3 separate regions of the Rattus norvegicus genome follow, and all the other regions are linked to region 2. The links are chromatin contacts, called in public Hi-C maps. All regions are on one chromosome and are shown on one strand. The core of a region is the stretch at or near the end of the contact, and the rest is flanking DNA. Distances in the headings are between cores, read along the strand shown. Region 1 has its middle 19 kb from the start of Mocs2. Region 2 holds the start of Fst (follistatin). Region 3 overlaps Arl15 (ADP-ribosylation factor like GTPase 15).

Evidence for each region. Hi-C and Micro-C count contacts between places; a contact is called where the count stands out from the background.
Region 1: a contact with region 2 is called in a Hi-C map of liver, with 3 times the contacts expected there. The contact joins the enhancer-like site here to the promoter of Fst in region 2. A contact is called at or near these places in 7 of 12 Hi-C or Micro-C datasets (the A7r5 cell line, the Rat2 cell line, Schwann cells and 3 more).
Region 3: a Hi-C map of the A7r5 cell line shows a contact between it and region 2, with 6 times the contacts expected there. The contact joins the enhancer-like site here to the promoter of Fst in region 2. A contact is called at or near these places in 8 of 12 Hi-C or Micro-C datasets (the A7r5 cell line, frontal cortex, kidney and 4 more).

The regions. Positions count from the first base shown.
Region 1 is chr2:48,216,469-48,220,399 of GRCr8, forward strand. No RefSeq gene overlaps it. Among named protein-coding and RNA genes, the nearest start is that of Mocs2, 19 kb to the right of the region's middle. Within about 2 kb of position 1,908, at least 3 of the 93 cell types and tissues checked have an H3K27ac peak or open chromatin away from gene starts, as enhancers often do. A contact at or near this core is called in liver, where this site is marked.
Region 2 is chr2:47,861,413-47,865,468 of GRCr8, forward strand. It overlaps Fst (follistatin), which reads right to left and starts at 1,880. Exons shown (of 6, transcript NM_012561.3): 1 at 1,796-1,880. The coding sequence starts at 1,880. LOC120100717 (a long non-coding RNA gene) reads left to right here. Exons shown (of 2, transcript XR_005500667.1): 2 at 296-2,243.
Region 3 is chr2:47,463,318-47,466,889 of GRCr8, forward strand. All of the region lies in intron 4 of Arl15 (ADP-ribosylation factor like GTPase 15), which reads left to right. Among named protein-coding and RNA genes, the nearest start is that of Trnat-agu8, 270 kb to the right of the region's middle. Within about 2 kb of position 2,289, at least 3 of the 93 cell types and tissues checked have an H3K27ac peak or open chromatin away from gene starts, as enhancers often do. A contact at or near this core is called in the A7r5 cell line, where this site is marked.

The DNA.
Region 1 (3,931 bases), core at 658-3,157, 360 kb after region 2:
ACCTTTTTCATGCTCTCTTCAACCATATTCTAAAACATAGGAAGTATCCAAGCACTGCCTTTCTCTCACAAACCAGAATTCATTGTGATTGCTCAAAGTTGGGCAATTAAAGGTAAAAAGCCAATCAGAAATAAGTACACTTGTTAGCATATATGGTTTATGGAAAAGAGGGGCCAGACAATTGTTCTTTCTGATTAACCTCTGACTCTTAAAGACAGTGTGGGTCAAATTTAAAATAGTCAGATATACTTAAAACACTGCTCCATTTTGGATAGATGTGGAAGTTTAAAAATTGAATTTATATGATTATAAATGTTTACCGTGAAATATCACAGAAGGGATGCCACCAGGCAGAGAATTACAATTTTAACTGATATTAAACATCTTAAATAATTTGGAGAAACCTCAGTATTGAATTATAATCATCAGAGAAAAAAGACACACATAGTTATCCCATGCATGTTATATAAGAAATAAGCAAACCCTAATCAGTACAGTACAGTATCAATGACTGAAAGTTAAATAGTATTTTGATACATAGAAGGAAAAGATAACAAGTTGACTGCCATTGTTGAAATTCCCCAAATAATTGTAATAGACAATTCAATTTGGGTTCCTGCAACAATCAAAATTGCGTTATCCAAAAAGCCAAACCCTATGGAAGGTATTGCACTGTAGAAGAATCCATATCTCAGCTGCCCCGGAGTGGGTGGCAGAGCTTCCAGTTCTTCTTGTGCGACGGCAATGGACTCAAAGCGGTGCAGTTCTTTGAGCAAGCAGCTCCTCTCGGTGGAGTGCAGGCTGTAGATGAAGTCACGTGTGCCCTGAACCATGTTCAGTGCCTTCATGGGCTCCTTCTTGGGATGAGTGCCCAGAAGCCAGGAAGTAGGAATGCACAAGCTCTTTTAAGAATTTTTTGGTAAATATAATCCCTGTATCAGCACTTGATTGAAACATTCTAAGATCCCAAGTATATCCACGTGTGCAATCCTGGTTTCAACCCGTGGAGGTAAATTTAATATTTAGGGGGATACACCATCCCCTTGTTTTAGAATTAGAACCTTCACAATGGGAGTCTGGGACATGCATATTAGCAGGATGGGAGGTATTATAAGTCAAACAACACAGTGTATTAGGTGATAAAATTCTTAAGAACAGGGGAAAGAGGCCAGGCAAGAAAGCTAGGGGGTGGCCTGGAGAGAGCTGGTGGAACAACCAGATCAGGTGACAAATAGCATTCAGTCACACAGCTAAACGAGGAAGCTTTCTTGGGACAAAAAGGCCATTGCAAAAATTAGTGCAAGCTTTGTGCCTGTGAAACAGAAAGGCGAGCAGAGGGGCAGCTGGAGTCTTACTGGCTCTCTCTCCGGACTTAGATTCTCCCTTAAGGAGTACCTCCCTTCAGTGTCAACTCGATGGCTCTGCCTCTCAAGAGACCCAGCCCCTAAACAATGCTAGGCTTCCAGTAAGAACTAATAACAAAAGGATGGAGAGGTAGTTAGGACCTGGGTGCTAGATGTCAAGCGGCTGATAAAAGAATTGTATGACTCGTCCACTTTAGTGGGGAGGTTTCTTCCAAATTGTCAGACATGCCTGGAGACCTTGAGCCAAAAGACCATGAGAAAATCTGAGTATTGAAGGAGGCTCGCTCAGGGGGCGTGTGATCTGACTGAAGCCTCTGGTATCAGGAAGTAAGCTATAGTCAGAGATAACTCGTTCACCTGGGGCTATAAGGATTCTTTCTGCTGCCATTCCTGAGGCAGGAGTCACAGTTGAGCTGGGCTTCCTGCCTCTTACATCCAATAAAGAGATTGCTAACACTGGAGCACTGACTTTTAATAGAACTACAGCCCTCCCCGTGCCTCTGAGTTCCAGGACTCCAGTAGCAGGCCTTTATCAAGCTGTCTCACTGGGTTAAAGGCCCACGGAAAAGAAAACATTGATCCTGACCTTGGCCACGGCCTCCAGTTGAAGTAGGTTGAAGAGCCCGTGCCAAGACTTTCTCCTGTTACCATCCTAGGTTAGATACAGCCAAAGCCTGAATTCTGAATTCTGACTGGCAAAACAAAATTCTTCGAAGTCTGCTGCAGACTCTTTCTGAAGCTACTTTAGGGGGTCCCCTGCCCCCTAACCTGGGGCAATTTGACCACAGGGGCAGGAACTGGCTGCTGCAGGGATAGGCCTAAGGATATCATTAATAAGATACCAGTAACTGAAGACAGCAACTGGAATTTTTTCAGGGCCAAAAATCTCATAATAGTCTTTAAAACAACCACTAACTCTGCACTATCTTTTTACATCAATTGTTCCCTACTTGGGGAACTATGGACAAATAACTTCCTACAAAGTCTAAGAATTTCTTTAAATCTTTTTTCTTAACCCTATTCCTTGCATCTTGAATGACTCCGAGTCCTGTCACAAAAGGTGACTGTAGAATGCTTGTCCTATCACTCACCACTGAGATCTGCATCATCCGGGGAGAAACACACCAAGCGTCTGAACCAAGGTCAGGCAATCTATGGTTGCCAGAAGCGAGGAGCAAAGGCTCCAAGGGGGAGCAAAGGCTCCGAGGGGAGAGCAGAGGCTCCGAGGGGAGAGCAGAGGCTCCGGGGGGGGGGGGGGCAAAGGCTCCGAGGGGAGAGCAGAGGCTCCGAGGGGAGAGCAGAGGCTCCGAGGGGGAGCAGAGGCTCCGAGGGGAAAGCAGAGGCTCTGAGGCGGGGCAAAGGCTCAGACGAAGAAGGAAGACAGGCCTGTCTGTTCACGGGGGGACAACGTTCTCCTCCAGGAGACCTCCAAACAGCTGCACACTGGGCACCATTTGTCAACGAGGGTGCAGAGGGTACTTGGAAGAGAATGGGGGACAAGAGACGCAAAGAAGGAAGTCAAGAGTCTGATCAAGGCGAATTTTTATTTTTTCCCAAGGCTGAATTTATATCATAACAGGGGTAATAGAAGGAGGGGGGAAGTGTGAAACATTTACGAAGGCCAAGGACGCACTATCTGTGTGGTCAGCTGATGTCAGCAGGATGTTGGTTTCTCAGAAAGGTTACAGGTCATCATATTGGGCATCTTGACGTCAGATGTATTTCTCATCAAGGTCACAACTCTATCATATCATTATTCATCCTGACCATCAGATTTGTATTAGTCTTCTGCAGCTGGCTGGGGATTTTCCATGAACTCAGTCATACTTAACTCTAACATCAATATTAACATCAACACCCCCTCAACCACAATGATCACTGAGGATTGAGGGAGGAGGGGTTTTGATGTCGAATTTGGGGCTGATCAATCTGCAACTTCTATTCTCTGCATCTAGGCCAGCCGTGGGTCTCTGTGCTAATCACTACTACAAAACGAAGCTGCTGCTGCTGCTGCTTCTCCTTCTCCTTCTCCATCTCTTCCTTCTCCTCTTTTCCCCCTCCTCTTCTTCTTTTGAATGTATTTATTTTTAATTATTTTTATTGGATATTTTTATTTACATTTCCAATTTTATTCCTTTTCCTGGTTTTCTGTCCATAAGCCCCCATCCCATCCCCATCCCCTTTCTTCTATAAAGGTGTTCTCCCTCTCAAACTACCTCACTTCCTGCCTCCCTGCCCTGACATTCCCCTACACTGGGGGGCCCAGCCTTGGGAGGACCAAGGGCTTCTCCTCCCATTGGTGCCCAGCAAGGCAATCCTTTGCTACATATGCAGTTGGAGCCATGGGTCAGTCCATGTGTACTCTTTGGGTAGGGTTTTAGTCCCTGGGAGCTCTGGTTGGTTGGTATTGTTGTTCTTATGGGGTTGCAAGCCCCTTCAGCTCCTTCAATCTTTCCTTTAACTCCCCCAATTCTGCAGGTTCTCAATTCAGTGGTTTGTTGCTAGCATTTGCCTCTGTATTTGTCATGCTCTGACTGAGCCTCTCAAGAGACAAAAGAAGCTTCGTT
Region 2 (4,056 bases), core at 630-3,129:
GCGATTGGGGGGGAGGGGAGGAGGAGGGGGAGGGAGGAAGGGAGAAGAGACACACACAGAGAGAGAGAGAGAGAGAGAGAGAGAGAGAGAGAGAGAGAGAGAGAGAGAGAGAGAGAATCTCCAAAGGAGTGAGTGGGGAAAGACCCGACACTGAGGTGGGAGGTGGGCTAGAGCAGCAGCCGCTGCGCCTAGCCATATCAATGTCAGTTACCAGTGACCCAGACACAACACGTGCAGCTTGCATTGACTTTTACTAGACTGTTTACTTTTATTCGTCCCATTTCATAACCTGCAGCGACTGGAAGAACAGATTAAAGAACCTGACAAAAACAGGATGCGACGGATGTTTTTACATGTTGGTTTCATGTAGGCGGTAAGAGAATTTTTTGTGACAGGGGTTAAGAAAGTAAGAGAGGGGGGGACGTGGAAAGGAGGGAAGGAGGGAGCGAAGGAGAGGAGGGGGGAGGGAGAATGAATATGAATCTGCAGGAACAGATCAGGCAAAAAGAAATTTGTGAAAAATGAAAGCAAAAAAAAAAAAAAAAATGCAGTCGGGCCCAGCCTGGATCTGCCTTGAGCAGCCTCGAGGCGCAGCCCGCCCGACGGGCCCGTTTTGCAATCCGCCAGCTCGGAGCACGCCCGCAGCCACCACGGTCTTTCGAAATCTCCGAGGGCTGCTTTCCCTGGCGCCCACGTCCGGGCACCCAGGGCAGCGCCCCTATCAGAAAGGCGGGTTGCCCAGCCTAGTGTCGGGCAGACGGCTAGGGCCGGTGCCCGGGAGGGCAGCGTACAACACACAAAACCTTACCGCTCCAACAGGCAACGCAGCAGTGTTAGAGCTGGGTCACACATACCTACCTCATGTCTACCAAGAACCACTTTACAGATAGTTTCTTCCCCTGTCCCTTTTTATGTCTTCGGACTTTGGACAAGCAGACTTCTCATGAATCACCAAAGTGACTCGAGCAATTGGAGCGCAAGCTGCGCGGTTACCATTATTAAAAAAAAATCCCGCCTGGAGACTAATTGTAATAAAATAAATCCATTTTTAATTTTAGATGATAAACTTCAGAAATTTGCTCTTTAATCCAGGTCGGAGTCTAAATAGCCCGTGGGTTGCTTGTTTCACAGAAGTTAACAGGAATGAGGCAAAGTGGAGAAAACTGTAAAGTACTTAAAAACACTTCGGGCTAATAATTTGGTTTGTTCTTTCTTCTTTTTCGCGGGGCTTGGGGGAGAGGGGTAGAAGGAGCATCTGCTAAGCGTAAAACTACCTCCCTCTAAAAATTTCAGTACCCACATTTCCAAGTTTGGGCAAAGTTTCTGAAACCACGTCCCCCAAGCCACCCAAGAAAATTCGGTATCTCCCATCCCCCACTCCGTCATTAAAAAAAAAAAAAGTCACCAAAAGATATGGAAGGAAGATGGGTAGACTGCTTAGTAGGTCGACTGCACTCTCCAAGCTATGGATGCTCGCTCTTCTCCCGAGCCAGCCAGGGGAGATAACATCTGAAGTCATTAGGACCAGAACTTGGAGCATCTACCCCTAACTACTGAGGCTCCAGTTCCCCCACTCGAGCCCTCTCTTTTTTGAGGATAACCTGGCTCTAAACTCCTCTCTCTATCCCAAAGTGTCACCGCCTTCAGTCTTTTCCTCCCGTTCCTTTCTCCAGGAGTAGCCGGGTGGTTCCAACATCTTCCTAGAGCCGCGTCGGTCCCAACCGACCAAGTGGAGACGACAGAAAAGTAGAACCCCTGCCCGAGCCGAACCTCTGGGCGCATCCCCTCCACTCACCCTGGGCGCTGCGGTCTTCCATGAATTGGCAGAGTAGCAGCAGCAGGAGGCAGAGCCCGCCGGGCTGGTGCCTGGCGCAGACCATCCTGGGGCAGGCGCGGGGCGAGGAGCGCGGCGGCGGGTGGCTTGGGCGAGCGGCGCGCGTCGCAGAGGCGAGCGGCGGAGGGCGCAGCGATCCCGGCGCAGCCCCGCGCTCGCCACCGGCCGCCCGCGCGATTCAATGGACGTCAGAAGCCGGGCGCAGCCGCGCTTTAAATCTAGACGGGGGTCTCCGAGGTTTGCGGTGGGCGGTCTCCCAGTGTGTGGGGCTGTGGGAGGGCGGCGGCGACCGAGGGTGTGCCGGCTCTTTGGGGGTGGGGAGCTTTTAAAAGTTCAGTGTGAATCAGGTGACATTTCCCACCTTCTGGAAACCCTTCCCAATTATCTGTCGGAGGTGCCCGAAATCAAAGCGGCAGGAGGGGAATCGCCGAGTTCTTATTTGCGTAGGAGCGGGAGGGGAGGGGGAAGGAGGCAGGGGCGGGGGCTGGGGGGCGACGCGTCGGGGGTGGGGAGGAACATCCACTTCAGTCCTGCACGCCGCCGCTCGGAGCCGGCGCGCCCGGGGTGGCGTGCAAGTGTGTGTGTGTGTGTGTGTGTGTGTGTGTGTGTGTGTGTGCATGCGTGTGCGTGTGTGTGCGCGTGTAAGTGAAGGCTCTGGAGGAGGCGGCCGGTGGAGCGCGGGGACCCCTGGAGTTGGTCCCCAGCACCTCTGCTCCAGCGCTCGGGAGAGACTTGTGCAACACACCGCAGGATCCCGGAGCTGCTGAAATGCCCCGGGGAGCAGTTTCAGGATCCTTCCCGCAGAGCCTTGGCGCGGGGTCCCGGAGACGTTTTATGTCCCGAGGTCTCATGCGTGTGTCTTACTTTGCGGCCACCCTGCCCGCTTCCCCGCCTCCCACTCCCCCACAGCCTGCAGTAGGTTGCTAAGAACCACGACCCCCGGGCACCTTCCACCGGGCCGAGCGCTGCGGAGACGCGGCCCTCGGTCTCCACAAGTCAGAGGCAAACAAAAATGTTTAACACCTCGGAGCCGGCCGCCCCCGGCAGTCTCGCCCTCTCCCTTTCTTTTCTCCCCTTTCACTTCGTCGCGTCTGGAGTCGCAGCCCCGAGCGGGGGCGCCGACGTAGGCGGTCTGCCCCCCTCCTCCCCCGCTCCGAGACGCCCCAGTTTCTGTCCTGAGCCTGCCTCTCTCTCTCTCTCTCTCTCTCTCTCTCTCTCTCTCTCTCTCTCTCTCTCTCTCTCTCTCATATTAAAAAAAATTGCACCATGATAATGAACTTCTGCAGCCTCAGTTTATTGAGTGCAACGCCTGGCATTCTTCGCCGAAAGTTGGCGGGTCTTCTCATTTATAACATTTTCTGGCACGGCTGAATGAAACTGAGGAGGCGATATTTCCTTTTATATAAAACGATTACTTCACGGAAAATGCTATATTGTTTATTTCAAAGCTGCCTTTTAAATTTCTATTCTTTTCGCTTCTGAAGCCCGAACGACAACAAACAGCGAACTATGCAGACAAAATTCTTGGACATTCCCAGGTCATTGGGATTTGCTCTACGGATTTCAAATTCGCCCTTCTTCCCTACCCCCGCCTTAGCCCCCCCCCCCGTCCTCCTCTCATCCTCCCACCCCCATCTTCCATCAACCTCCTCCTACCCCCTCCACAACTGCAAATAACTCAGTGATAACAGATTTTTTTCCACCAACTGCAGGAGATAGTGCTAATCTTTTAATAAAAGGTCCCATTACAATGGGATCTGTCTGGACAGACTATAATAGATCCCGAAATACAGCCGTGCTAATATTAGAAGACAGTTGTTTGGGTGCCTCTCAGACGGGCCCAAGCCCCCCTTTGAAAGTGGGCATGAATCACAAAGCCCCGCGGCCGCCGCACCTGCACCGCGCGCATTCGGTGCAGCAGGCTGGTAAAAACGGGTGACCTCGCCGCCGCTTTTCGCTTTATAATTACAGTCATGAGGACCGGAGCGGCGGGGAGGGGAGCGGGTGACCCGGGAGAGCCGGCTTTTTGCTCACTTTAGACGGCTCTGGGGCTCCACATCCTTCTTAATCTTTCCAGATTCATTTTGTCTGTTTCTGTCTGTCTGTTTGTCTGTCTCCTTCCTCTTCAGGCTTTTTCCTCCCTCCTCCCTCCTCCCACTCCCCTCAACTCTCTTTCCCAGCCCTTCCCGGCTTCGGTCTCCCCTCCCTCTCCCCGGACTCTG
Region 3 (3,572 bases), core at 1,039-3,538, 400 kb before region 2:
CATGGCTGGCCCCTTGGTTCATTCCAAGCATTGGCTGCTGGGACCAGCACACATACCTCTTAAACCACGTATGTAGCTTGAGAAGCATCACGTTATTTTGGCTTTGTTTCTTTTTGTCGATACAGACTCTTTGAGTGAGTATGGGGAAGTACTGAAAACCTAGGGAGATGTCTTTGGTTTCTGTGACTAGGAAGCACTAGTGTGTTTAATGGACTAAGGCCAGCGTGCAGTGGGAAGAATGCCCCCATCTAAAGACACGCCATTAGCATCACCTTTGAGAGCTCAGCACCTTGATGAAAGTGTCTTTTCTTTGCTGTTTGTACTGTGTTGATGAACTCCATAGTTCTTAGCTATATTGGCAATACTAATAGAACTCTTTTTTTTTCTGATGTCAGACCTTCAATATATCTCCCAAAATGCTACAAAACCAAGCAGTGATTGATGTGTGAGTGCACCAATCACACAGTCCTGATATCCAGAGAGTTTGTGAATGCAACTAACATTTTACACATACTCTCCTCTCCACTGTACTTTCAAAGCGTACCCCAGGGCCCATTAGGAAACAACGTGCTTAAGTGTACATGTGTCTTTTGCAGTGCTGCAGATAGAGCCTAGGGTCTCATTGGGGGCGGGGCTGTGTGTGTGTCTGCAGGGGTCTGGTAGGGAAATGAACAGAGAAGTGAGGATGCAAACCCTTTTAGAGCAGTGATTCTCAACCTGTGGGTCATGACCCTCTGGCAAACTCCTAGCTGAAAAAGGTTTCCATTGCAATTCCTGACAGTAGCAGGATTACAGTTATGAGGTAGCAATGAAAAATAATTTTATGGTTGGGGTTCAGCCCAACATGAGGGACTATTGAAGGATCACGGCATTAGGAGGGTTGAGAGCCACTGTTCTAGAGAGTCTGTTTCCTGGTGGTTTATCCCCAACAGATTTAAACAGCTTAACTTGGATAAGAGCTTGCTAGTGTAATACAGTTTCTGGTGCACAAGGACGCACCGTTGCACTGGAACTTAACTCAGGGTATATGTTGTTTCTTCCCAGAAGATGGCTTCTAGAGAAAGGCTGCCTATACTGGCTTAAAGGCCTAAGGAAGGGCCCGGCCCAGTCTCAGTCATGGTCTCTGTTGTGGGAGCTTTCAGGGAACCCCTGGCTATCCAGATAATGTAAGCCATTTAGACTTAGGTATCTCCAGTCCTGGTTGTAGGAGCTTCATGTGGCCTTGACCCTGCGATATCCTAGATTACCAGGCTCATAAATGCTTTCAGCTCCCCAGCTTTCTTATACCCTTTCTATTGGAAAGAGGCTCCTTTGCGCTCAGCATTCCTTGTTCTCACATTCGGGAGATCTGTGGGTCAAGGACCTTCAAACCTGTGCCCCCAGCATCTCCAATATACTAAAAGGAGTGTTTTCTCACTGAGCCACATTGCAGCCCAGTAGAAGACCTTTTAAATAATTCTAGACAAAGAAAAAGTAACACTTAGGCTGAGGGAGCCAGTATGGTCCGCGTTTAACTGTGCATTGGAGTTTGGAAACACGTTCACTGTTGGTGGTCTCACTGAGCCACACCAGACATGGCAGAAGTTGGGGACAGGGCTAAGAGAGGGCTCCTCTCTCTCCGGTTTAATGTACATTTCCAAGGCCCTGGTTTGAATGTGTCTGAGATAATTGGTGCCCCTAGGAGGCACTCTGCTGAGCAGCTAATTCAGCCCCTCTTCCCCAGGGAGGATAATTGTTGTTAAAAAACAAAAAAAAAGTAAAATGTGTTGTTTTCTCATGTAATTATGTAACTGACATCTTTATATAATAATACATTTGGGTGGTCTGTCCCTGCAATCCTTGGTTTGTTAGGAAACGTTGCCATTTCCACCAGTAATAACTTCCTCGTAAGTATTATGAAAGAATTTCATATTGTTACGTTGCATCATTGCTACCATCAGAAGCTAAACTCTTTAAGTGACGTTGCCACCAGACAAGGCTTCTAGGGTTTTGTTTTGTTTTGTTTTCTTTGTTGGTTGGTCGGTTTTGCTTTTCTTTTTCTCGGATGAGCTAAAATGTTCCTGAGATGAAATGCTGTATGGCAGCAGGTCTGAAAATAAGTAACAGGATACACGTCAGGATACACATCCATGTCTGTCCTAGGAGAATGTGGGTCCTCAAAGCTGCTGTGGTCACAACATGGGGTGTCCTTCTTGCTGCAGTCATTGGTTCGTTTTGTCCACTTGCACTGGGTTAGGCCCTCGGATCTTCCTTGCTGTAGCAAACCACAAATATCTTAACAATGAGCACACCGCCATTAGAGCTGTGTTCATTTTAGTCCACGTTGGTAATGTAGTTCTGGGCCTTGCTGATTAAAAAATGACCCACTTAACACAACTGAGTGGAATCTCCCCCCTCCTGTAATTCTTCCGGGACTGCAGAGTGCCATGGTCCTGAGGAGATAACCATCACTAATCCCAGATTCAGCCAGGGCTTGACTCTAAGGAATCAGGAAGGCTGATTATGCCACCCGAGGCACTCGGTTAAATTGCTGTTACCTCAGATTTGCGTGGGAGGCCTTTGCAAAGTAGCAGAGAGGAAAAGTAAGTCTGCAGATAAAACTGGGAGAAAGAGGAGAGCCCTGAGGCAAAAGAAAGGGGAAGTGAAGTGAATGTGTAGGAAGTTTAAGAGGCAAGGTCGGTCGTAGCTGGCCAGAGTTGGTTTTAAAAGGTAGAAAAGGCTAGGCTTGGTAGCACACACCTGTCACCCCAGTGCTCGGGAGGCAGACCAGAGCACTACCGTAAGTTCCAAGCCAGCCTGTCTATGTAGTGAGTTCCAGGCCAGCCATGGTGACATGGTGAGGTCAATCTCCTCTCCACCCACCACCCACCTCAAATGAGAAAAGACAGAGTCTGGGCTAATAGCAAACCCAGCATTATAGACTCGTTCAGCAGTTCATCAACAGTGGCCATGCGCAGAGAAGTCAGAGGCTTGCTTTGTAACGGGGTCTCTGTTTTAGAGAGATTGGGGGTAGGGCCATCTCTCAAAAGAAACCTCCACTTTGTGCTTAATGGAGGGCACCATCTATAACTGAAATGGGTGATTTCTACTTAACATCCTGAATTCATGCCTCCAGCGTCTCTTCACAAAGCAAATGTTTCATGTCTTAGCCGTTTATTATTTAACCTTCTATACTGTGTATCAATGCCTTCCAGCCATTGTGCCTAGATATCCAGTATCTTTTCATTAGAGACTGATGGTTTCTAAAATGGTTAATTCAGTGACGGTGTCAGTATTGGAAATTAGGTTATGTGACAACACAAAACAATGGTCACACAAAAAGGTTCTAGTTAATACAAACTAAACAAGTCACCTAATCGAGAAACTTGTGGGGAAGACTGAATTTTTTTCAACACCTTTGCATGGGGATTGCCATACAAGCTTTGTCAGAGGGTAAGCTATCCAGGGTGTCAACACTTTCATCTGAAGATAAGGTACACATCAAAGCTGGTATAGATTAATTCTTCATGCACACGCATCTCTCTTTCTCAGCGGCAAATGGAACCAGCGCATAGAAGTCAGAGGGTCTATAG